2 separate regions of the Bos taurus genome follow, and region 2 is linked to region 1. A link is a contact called in public Hi-C data. All regions are on one chromosome and are shown on one strand. The core of a region is the stretch at or near the end of the contact, and the rest is flanking DNA. Distances in the headings are between cores, read along the strand shown.

Evidence for each region. Hi-C and Micro-C count contacts between places; a contact is called where the count stands out from the background.
Region 2: a Hi-C map of liver shows a contact between it and region 1, with 2.3 times the contacts expected there. The contact joins the enhancer-like site here to the promoter of LOC512905 in region 1. A contact is called at or near these places in 2 of 11 Hi-C or Micro-C datasets (liver and skeletal muscle).

Annotation. Positions count from the first base shown.
Region 1 is chr5:74,667,012-74,671,241 of ARS-UCD2.0, reverse strand. LOC512905 (apolipoprotein L, 3) reads right to left here and starts at 1,399. Exons shown (of 5, transcript NM_001100351.1): 1 at 1,227-1,399.
Region 2 is chr5:74,708,744-74,713,461 of ARS-UCD2.0, reverse strand. It overlaps LOC512905 (apolipoprotein L, 3), which reads right to left. Exons shown (of 5, transcript NM_001100351.1): 5 at 2,086-3,660. The coding sequence ends at 2,802. Among named protein-coding and RNA genes, the nearest start is that of MYH9, 95 kb to the left of the region's middle. Within about 2 kb of position 3,286, at least 2 of the 102 cell types and tissues checked have an H3K27ac peak or open chromatin away from gene starts, as enhancers often do. A contact at or near this core is called in liver, where this site is marked.

The sequences.
Region 1 (4,230 bases), core at 150-2,649:
GAAGAAACGGGGGCAGAATGGAGGGGTGCAGCCACAGCCAAGAAACGCTGCAGCCACCACCAGCTGGGAGAGGAGGGGAAGGCCCCCCAGAACTTCTATAGGAGTGGGCCCCTGCTGACAGGAAGCAGCACCCAGCTCCAGTGCTGGCTCCCACCTCTCCCATCACCTCCTGCTGCTCCCTTCCTAGGGCCCGAAAGTGTACCTGCTTGGAGGCTGGACGGGTCAGCAGCTGGAGGCCTGGCAAGCGTTTGGTCTAGGAGCCTGCAGCTCCCCTGAGCAACTAGGCCGGCCAAACAGTGACCCAGGGGCTGGCATGCAGGCCTGCTGCCCAGGTGCAAAACATACCTTCTTTGCCGTAAATAAGTCTAAACGCAGCCTATACCAAACAGTGAGGAATACAGGGAAATTGAGCCACCAGTGTAGACCTGGTAGGACGAGCTACGCTCTTCTAGACGTGGAAGTGAAAGTGAAAGTCACTCAGTCCTGTCCGACTCTTTGCGACCCCGTGGACTATACAGTCCTTGGAATTCTCCAGGCCAGAATACTGGAGTGGGTAGCCGTTCCCTTCTCCAGGGGATCTTCCCAACCCAGGGATAGAAACCCAGGTCTCCCTCATTGCAGGCAGATTCCTTACCAGCTGAGCCACCAATGAAGCCCAAAACTTGAACCACTTCTTCTGAGCCAGAATCCAACCAGCTACCTAAGGATGACAGCAGCTAACCATCTGTACAGTCCTCTGCTCTACCAGCTGAGCTACTGAAGGGTGCAGACATGGAAGGACAGTGATAAAAACTAGGAATTTTACCATTTTTACAGGAAGAGGAGAAAAGAAAGTTTTTTTTTTTAATTAAAAATCTAAAAATTAAAAAAATTTGCAACTAACACAGATTATTTTTTATGAACAAAGCAGCCTGACACACTTTAATAATAAAGGGATGTTTGTAAAGCCTAGGGAGGACCTAGTTAGACGCAGATCCCGAGCCAAATTTCCTGAGTAGGCAGTGCTGTCTCTACGTGGAGCTGACGTGGGGACTCGGGTCGACAGCACCTCGGCCATCCATGCTGGACACATGCCCCAGCTCAATCCTCAGGGCAGGACCATACCCGGCTCAAGTTCTGGGCACGGGAACACAAGGGCAAAGTGCCAGCCCCGGGGCCTGAGCCCCGCAGGAGGCCAGCGTGAGGCTTGCTCGTCCCTGTGCCACGCGGAGCCCCTCCAGACCCACCTTGGTGAAGAGTCGCCACCACTGCTTGTGCAGCTTGAGGTAGGCGGCTCAGTTCCTCTGCAGGACCTTCGTGGCCGTCAGCTGCTGCGGCTGCTTGGCGAAGGCCCTGTGGGGCGAGGGTCATGGTCAGCACCTCCAGGTGAGGGCCGGCCAACCTCCCTGCCCACAGTCCTGACCTCGCTCCCAGGGTTTTTTCCAGAGCTAAGATCCAGTGGTGTGACCTCACCCAGGGAACTGTGTCACCACCCACCCCAATCCCCACCCACCCAGCAGATGTTCCAGGATGTCTGGAGACATTTCTGGTTGTCACAAGTGGGGAGGGCGCTACTGCCCTCTGGTGGGGAGAAGACGGGGCTGCTGCTAAAGCCTCTGAGTCCCCATATGGGCCACAAAAATGTGATTGTGTGAGGGTTGGAAAGAATTTCCAGATACAGGGTATTTAGAAGAGAGTATTGGGAACCAAGGGCAGAGGGGAGTGAGGAGCGCTGCTCAGACAGTGGGCAGACTACCTGATGGACCAGGGACAGCCGACGTGCTTGATGCTCTTTGTGGGCCAGTGGCCAATTTTTATAGCCTCAACATAAAGAAAATTCCTGCTGGAAGGGTGGCATTAGGTGATTCATTAGGGTGAGGTTTTTTTTTTTTAACCTACTATGGGGTCAGGGAGCTGGCCAGTTTAGATCAACGGTTGCTATGGGGCACAGTCAGTTTGGGAGATGACCTTGGTGTGGAGCTCTGTATCTGTGGCCATGGTATAGGGCTCCACATGGCATCTAGCTTTGCCCTCGGGGGACCCCAGGGTCCATCTAGCTTTGCCCTTGGGGGACCCCAGGGTCCAGAAGAATACTTTGGGCTTCATGTGTTACAGAATGCAAGTCCGAGAGCCTGACATACTGTGAGCCAAACAACAGCAAAACATCAGAGTTTTGGGGCCCAGAAAGGTTTATTGCTGGGCCATGCAAGGAGATGAGAAGTAGCTCATTCCTTAAACATCCTGAAGTCCCCGAAATCTCTCAGCAAAGCCCTTGGACAGTAAAGATGTGGGAGGGGAGTGGTTAGTTTTTGCAAACTTCTTGTTGTCAGATCCTTTGTTCTTAAGGTCAGGTCACTGTCAGCTCATGATGTTTGTCAAAACCTCCACAATAGAAATGTTATTTTCTGTTCAGACAAGAAAGGGCAAATTCTCAAGGCTCAACTTTCACTCTCTGAGGTCCAGGCCCTATCTAAGAGGAAAAGGTCCTGTATGGGCCGGTTACGCTGCCCAGGAGCCTTCTTCCAGCACCCAGTCTGGGTCCTCCCACCAATGCCCAGGCCCCGATAAGAAGGCAGATTTCAGCTGACAACACCATCAGGTCCCTAGGCCCTGTCCAGCTGTCATCACTGAGGGAGCCAGGCACCCAGACCCAGCTGTCCCTCAGGCTTCACATTTAACATGAAGAGATTGTTGCATGGGATCCATAGGGACATGTGTTGTAGCAAATGCCCTTCAGGTTAATCCCTAGCCCCCAGCTGTTGCCCTTCTTAGAGAACAGCCCCCACTACAGAGTAGACCTGAAGCGATGCTGTGCAATGTCCTTGCCACTTAACCCTGACCTCTGGCACCTCCTTGGGGTTGACAACTGACCTCAGCTGGACCAGTTCTTGGAACTTGAATGGAGTGACTGAAGCTGGTTAAATCTGTCACCTTAATGACAGTGTCCACTTACTCCAGTTGCTGAGGCCTCTGTGGACTGGGACCCATGGAGACCTCCACCACCTCAGGTCTCAGAGGTGGGGATGGATGAGAGGTTCACTGTCTTCCCAAAGGTGGGCCCGGCCAGTGGGCGGCCAAGCAAGGGCTCTGGAGCCCTGCCGGTCACCGTCCTCAGCCTGTCCCCCACCCTTCAGGCCTGGGGCTGGAAGGCCTGGAGGGCCGGGGAGAAGGCGGCCATCCCCCTCTTACCACACTCCGCGTTGAGAGGACACTGCTGCCAGGCTGACTGTTGGTGGGGTGGGACCTGTAACTACCCTGCTCCCAGGTCTCCTGCGAATAATCTCCTAACTGGCTCGAGCTAACGGCTGTAGGACCCCACCCCTATTACACTGGGAGGCTTTGGGCATCTGTGCTCAGAGTCATAGGTGCCAGGGAAGAGCTGGAGGCAGGTGCTGCTAAGGTCAATATTTTTAAGGGTCATTCTAGCCCCATGGGGAATAGACGGGTGGGGGCAGGGCAGTGCCTCAAGGTAAACACAGGAAGATGGTTCTGGAAGCTCCTGCAGGAGTCCTGGTGAAACGTGAAGGCAGCCTGGGTGAGGCATGAGCGGTCTCTCTCTCTCCTCTGTTTATGGCTGACCTTCTCTCACACCTGCACACAAGCCCTCTACTCTCAATCACCCTTGAGTGACCCGTGTCCATTCTGGTCCCCGGGGCTGGAGGAGGAGTATCTCCATGCTCAGCCCAAGTCAGACGACACGGGCTCCCCTGGATGTCCCATGGGCTACGTCTGTTTGCCCCAGGCTTGTTGATCTCCTTGACACACCCTGACGTTCCTTGATATGTTTCAGACAACTGGTTTCATTTTTCTTTCTTTCTTTTTTGTTTTTTCCAAATCAACCTCTGTTACTGCACAACGTCTGGAATTTCATGGGAATTTCCAGATCAGCGCACTGATCTCTCAGTGCACTCCGGACCCAAACAGCACCTTGCAGTTTGTTAGATGTTCCATCCACTGTGTTGTCATCACCACTGAGGCCACCACCATTATCCTCACCATCGTCATCAAGAAGTCACTGCCTGAAGATCTACATAGACCATTCTTCGTGAAGACATACAGATGGCCAACAGGAATAGTAAAGATGCTCAACATTGCTAATAATTAGAAAAATGATAATCAAAACTACAATAAGGTATCACCCCCTACCAGTCAGAAGGGCCATTGTCTAAAAGTCTACAAATAAACAATTTTGGAGAATATGTGGAGAAAAGGGAAGCCTCCTGCACTGCTGTTGGGAATGTAAATTGGGGC
Region 2 (4,718 bases), core at 2,037-4,536, 40 kb before region 1:
TGTTCTGGCCATCACCTCAGTAGGCCACCCCCTCTCCTTGCCTCCACACTTTCACACTGCAATACTTGGGGTCAAGTGGAAAAGAGCCAGGTAGAAGAAGTGTGTCCAAATACCTACTCTGTTACCTGCTGTGTGACCTTGGGCAAGTCACTTAACCTCTCTGAGTCTCCCTTTCCTCAGCTGTAAAGTGAAGAAAGGTCCCAAAGGCCCAAATCTCAGCCTAGCACCTGCCTGCCACACTGTAGACTAATTAATATGCAATAATTGAAGGAAGGAAGAGGGGCATTTACTGTGCCCCCAACGAGTGCCAGACCTGTGGATACACTGGGGATAGTGTGGTGAACTGGCAGACATAGTTGTTACTTTTCTGGAGATTTTTCTCGAATGGGCTGCATAAGTGGTTAATGGCAGCAAGAAGTGAAGTAACCAGGGCTTTGTAACGTTGGGCAGGATTTCTCCCAACCTGATGGCCTTGGGCCAGGGCCAAGGGTGGGAAGCACCCTAATGTGACAGCAGAGGAGAGGAGGCTTTGAACTCCACAGCCCTCCCAACCCCCTCCCCCACCCCATTCACTCAGCTTCATGGTGGGAGCCTGAATCTGCTTTACAGGCTTCCCTGTAAGGGGCGCCCCTAGCACTTAGCAGTTGGAGGAAGTGAATTCGGAGTGCTGCAGAGAAGGCTGATGAGAGGAGAGGCCTTTATAGGCATCACCCGTGCAATGAGGCCCAGCCCAGCGGTCCTTGGCAACACCCCAGGCTCAAGTGGGCCCCTTGGCAGGAGGGCCTGGCTGGGCCCCTCTCCAGCCACTGTCTGTGAGATGAAGGGCTGAGCAAACGAGCCTGAACTCTCCACCTGTCTCTGCTTCTCAAACCCACACACACTTGATAATAAAATGAGCAGGTGGGAGCAGGGAGGGGGTCAAGTGTTAACCAGAGGCCCCTCAGCAATCACTTCAGGTCTCCATTGTTTTCTTCAGAAATCTTGGGAATTTTGCTTTTCACTCCTTGGTACATCAGAGTCTGATTTCCTAGAACCCGATTCCCTCCCCTCCTGGCACCGAGGGCCGGAGTACATCTGACAGCAGAGAGGGTCCCCTTCCTTTCTAGCCATGGCTTCCATCAAGCCCTGGCACAGTCCCTGTTCCCACAGACATGCTCCCCCCTCCTTACAAGGCAGCCTTCCTGTCCTCTCCTCCCAGATTGTACCGCCCACCGTGTCCCCAAAGTCTTCTGAACCCAACCTCCACTCTGTACCGCAGCCATTTGTTTCTCTGACTGCCTCAGGCTCCACGGTGGCCACCCTCTATGCCCCCAGTCCTCAGCACAGGCCTAGCCCTTAGGTGGACCACGTGGGGAAAAATGAGAGAATGAATGAATAGGAAGGGCGGTGGCCACTCAGGGGCTGTTGTCTGCTTTCCAGAGATGTCCATACCCTAATCCGGGAAATCTGTGAACATGCTGCCTTAAAAGGCAAAGGATTCCTTGCAGGAGTGTTTACATTAAAGATCTGGCAAAAGGAGGAAATTCTGCCCTGGACTGCAGATTCATCCTGGACCTGAAAGTTCTGCTGTCCCAGGCAGACAGCCTGGCTGGCAGACTTCACACCTGTCTGGCCCTCCCGCAGCTGCAGAAGCCAGTTCCTCACCATCAATCCATCCATCACTCAGTACTGTCCACTGAAGAAAAGCACAACCTCAAAGTTGAGAATTACTTTCTATTAATTCAGTGACCTTACTGAGACCAGGCCAAGAGCCAGTCTCTTGGGAGCTCTGCAGGGCTGTCCCAAAGAGGTAAAGGAGGAAACAGGATGTAGAGGAGTTTTTGCTGAAAAAAGAAACAACCCCCAATCCCCTCTGGGAAAAAAACAAAAAAACATGTAGTAGAACATCAAATAATTACTACTAATCAAAAATTTATGGTTACTGAAGGGGAAGGGGTGTGGTGGGATAAATTAGAGGTTTAGAATTAACATATAAACACTACTATATATAAAATAGATAACTGACAAGGACTTACCGTATAGCACAGGGAACTATACTCAGTATTTTGTAATAACCTATAAGATAAAAGAATCTGACTCTTTGTATATATACATAACAGAATCACTGTACTATATACCTGAAACTAACATGATGTTGGAAATCAACCACTCTTCAATGTAGAAAACTCAAGGAACACAGACGCTAGAAAGTTCTGTTTGTTTTCCTCCTGGGGTCCCCTCGAGGTGATATAGATCTTTGGTGAAACGCTCAGAGGGGCACCATGGAAGGATGCAGAAATCAGAGCGAGAGAGGTCATACGTGCCGCTGTGTCACAGCCTCTCCCCTCTACATGCCAACAAAGGACAGTTGGAGGGACAGCAAGAGGTCAGGGCTGGTGTCATGAACTAGGCTCCCTGATCATGTGATTGTTGGGCAAATAAAAAGGTGTTGGTTTCCTATTAAGGTTTTTAAAGATAAACGCAGAGGAAACAGATCTAGAGACATGAACAAATTGGTGACACTTATTCTGTATTTTTAAAAAATACTTTTTGAACAGTGGTACTTGAAGCTTTGTGATTCATCTTGAGCCAAGAGGGAGAATTTAGGGAAGAAAATGACATGTTTTGAATACAAGAGGGTTTAAGGATTTCTCTTCCTTTGGGAAAATGGCATAGTCCAGACAATAGTCTAAAACAAGTCAGGAGACCACCCAGTTTCCCCCTCTTTGTCTTGCTTCCCCTCTAACACAGTGCCTTCTTCTCTTGGCCCCACACATGTCCCTGCTCCCACACTGTCCTGCTAAGGGCCAAGTCCAGCCCTCCTACAGACTCTCATAGGTCCGGATGAGCTCTTCCAATTTCTTCTCCAGCTCCTTGGCCATCTGCCTCATCCTTTCCGCTGACTCTGTCTTTGCCCCTTCGTGCAAGTGCTTTGCCTCTTTCACCAGGAAGGCCACATCCACCAGGAGGGCAGCACCTGCCGTAGCTGCACCCACGATCCGGGCGCTTTTGGTCATTGCCAGAGCCGTGCCTCCAAATGCTCTCTGCACCTGCTTGCTGCTTCGGGCGGAGACTTGCCCCACAGTCATGAAGCGCTTAGCGTGGGATGCTAAGCGAGGGTTGACTTTGGCCAGCTTGATGGCACGAACATTTTTCCCAATGCCTTTCAAGGCTTGGATGAGGTTCTTTGTAGAGGAAACGATCTGGGGTGTCCTCTTACATAAAACCTCTGCAAACACCTCCCCTTCATTGATAGCTATTGGCCCAAGGCGACTGGCTTCGGTTTCTGCTGATGACCTGCTTACGTGTTCCACAATGCTGGTGGACACACTGGTCACAGCAGCCGCCGCTCCCAGCCCTAACCCAGTGGCCGAGAGTCCCAGACTGATGCCTGCTGTCATGGGTGCCAGAGCCAGGCCAAGGATGGTCAGGACGCCAGACACAGCGCCGGCAGAGCTGGCCACCACGTTGGTGACGGTGCAGTCCCTGTGCACCTTGTCGACCTTGTCTGCCAGCGCATGGAGCTTTGCTATGGTCTCCTCCAGCTCCTGTTTCACCCGAGGAAATTCCTCCAAAAACCTCTTCCTGTCCAGCTGGTCTTGTTGTGGCCTGTCTTGGTCCTCCTCTACCAAGTCTGTTTTCAGCTCCAGCAGATATTCATATAGTACATTTGCCTCTTCCCTGTAACAGTGAACATCAAGGGAGTCCATAAAATAGGCTTGACAAGAGCTATCCTGCGTAAACCACAGATATATTATTACAAATCACAAGGAAAGAATTTTACAAATGTAAAATGTTTTTCAACATTAAACATGTTTGGATATTGTAGACGCTCCATATACTTTATTCAGTCATGGAAAAAAATCGGCAAAGGTCATCTTAGAATATGCTTAACTTCAGAGAGGTATTTGATAAAGATGCCTCAGAGGCAGGTCAACACCAACACTTCCAAAGGGTTTCTAGAGTGGGAACGCCACAGAGAAACAAAGAGAAGTGGGATTGGAGGAGAAAACCTTCATTCAAGGGTCTCAGTGTCTAGTGAGGAGTCAACCTGCTCTTTGCCCTTGGCTACTGGAAAGTGGTCCTTAAGCCCCTAGACTATTCTGGCTGATAGGAATGTCCTCCTCCACTTGTGACTTTAGACACTGGACAGTCCGACAAAGTGATGTAATGGGGCTTTGGGTCACATGGTATCAGTTCTGACCTCTGGAGGAGCTGAACTCTAGGGCATTAGTCTGACCTCTGGGTGGGGGCTGGAGAAAACAGGTCAGGATAACTTTTTGTTAAATAGGGTGAGGGTCCCTGGTGGGCAGTGTTCCGTGTGTCCTGCCACACACTGAATCCAGGACAGTAATGCATCCTGATGAAAATGGAAGCTTCGTGTGTGAAACCCGCCCAGACTGCCCTGTGGCTGATGGGAACCTTCATCCTTCCCTGTAATAAACTGTAACTGGGATCATGAAGCTTTCAGTGAGTTCTGTGCATCCCTTTAGGGAATTCTCAGACCTTCAAGTAGCTTTGGGAACCCCCAAACTTGCCATTGGTGTCTAATGTAAGGACAGTCCTGGGGACTGTGCCCTTGCAATTTACAGATTGGCTAACTCAGTGTACATAGAATTTTTTTGAAACACATTACTCAGAGCTATAAGGACCCTTGAAGGTCATTTTGCCTGGCATCTGCTCTCCCCCAAGCCTGGTAACCTTGGCCTTCCCCAGTTGCAGGTCACTCAGTCTATCCA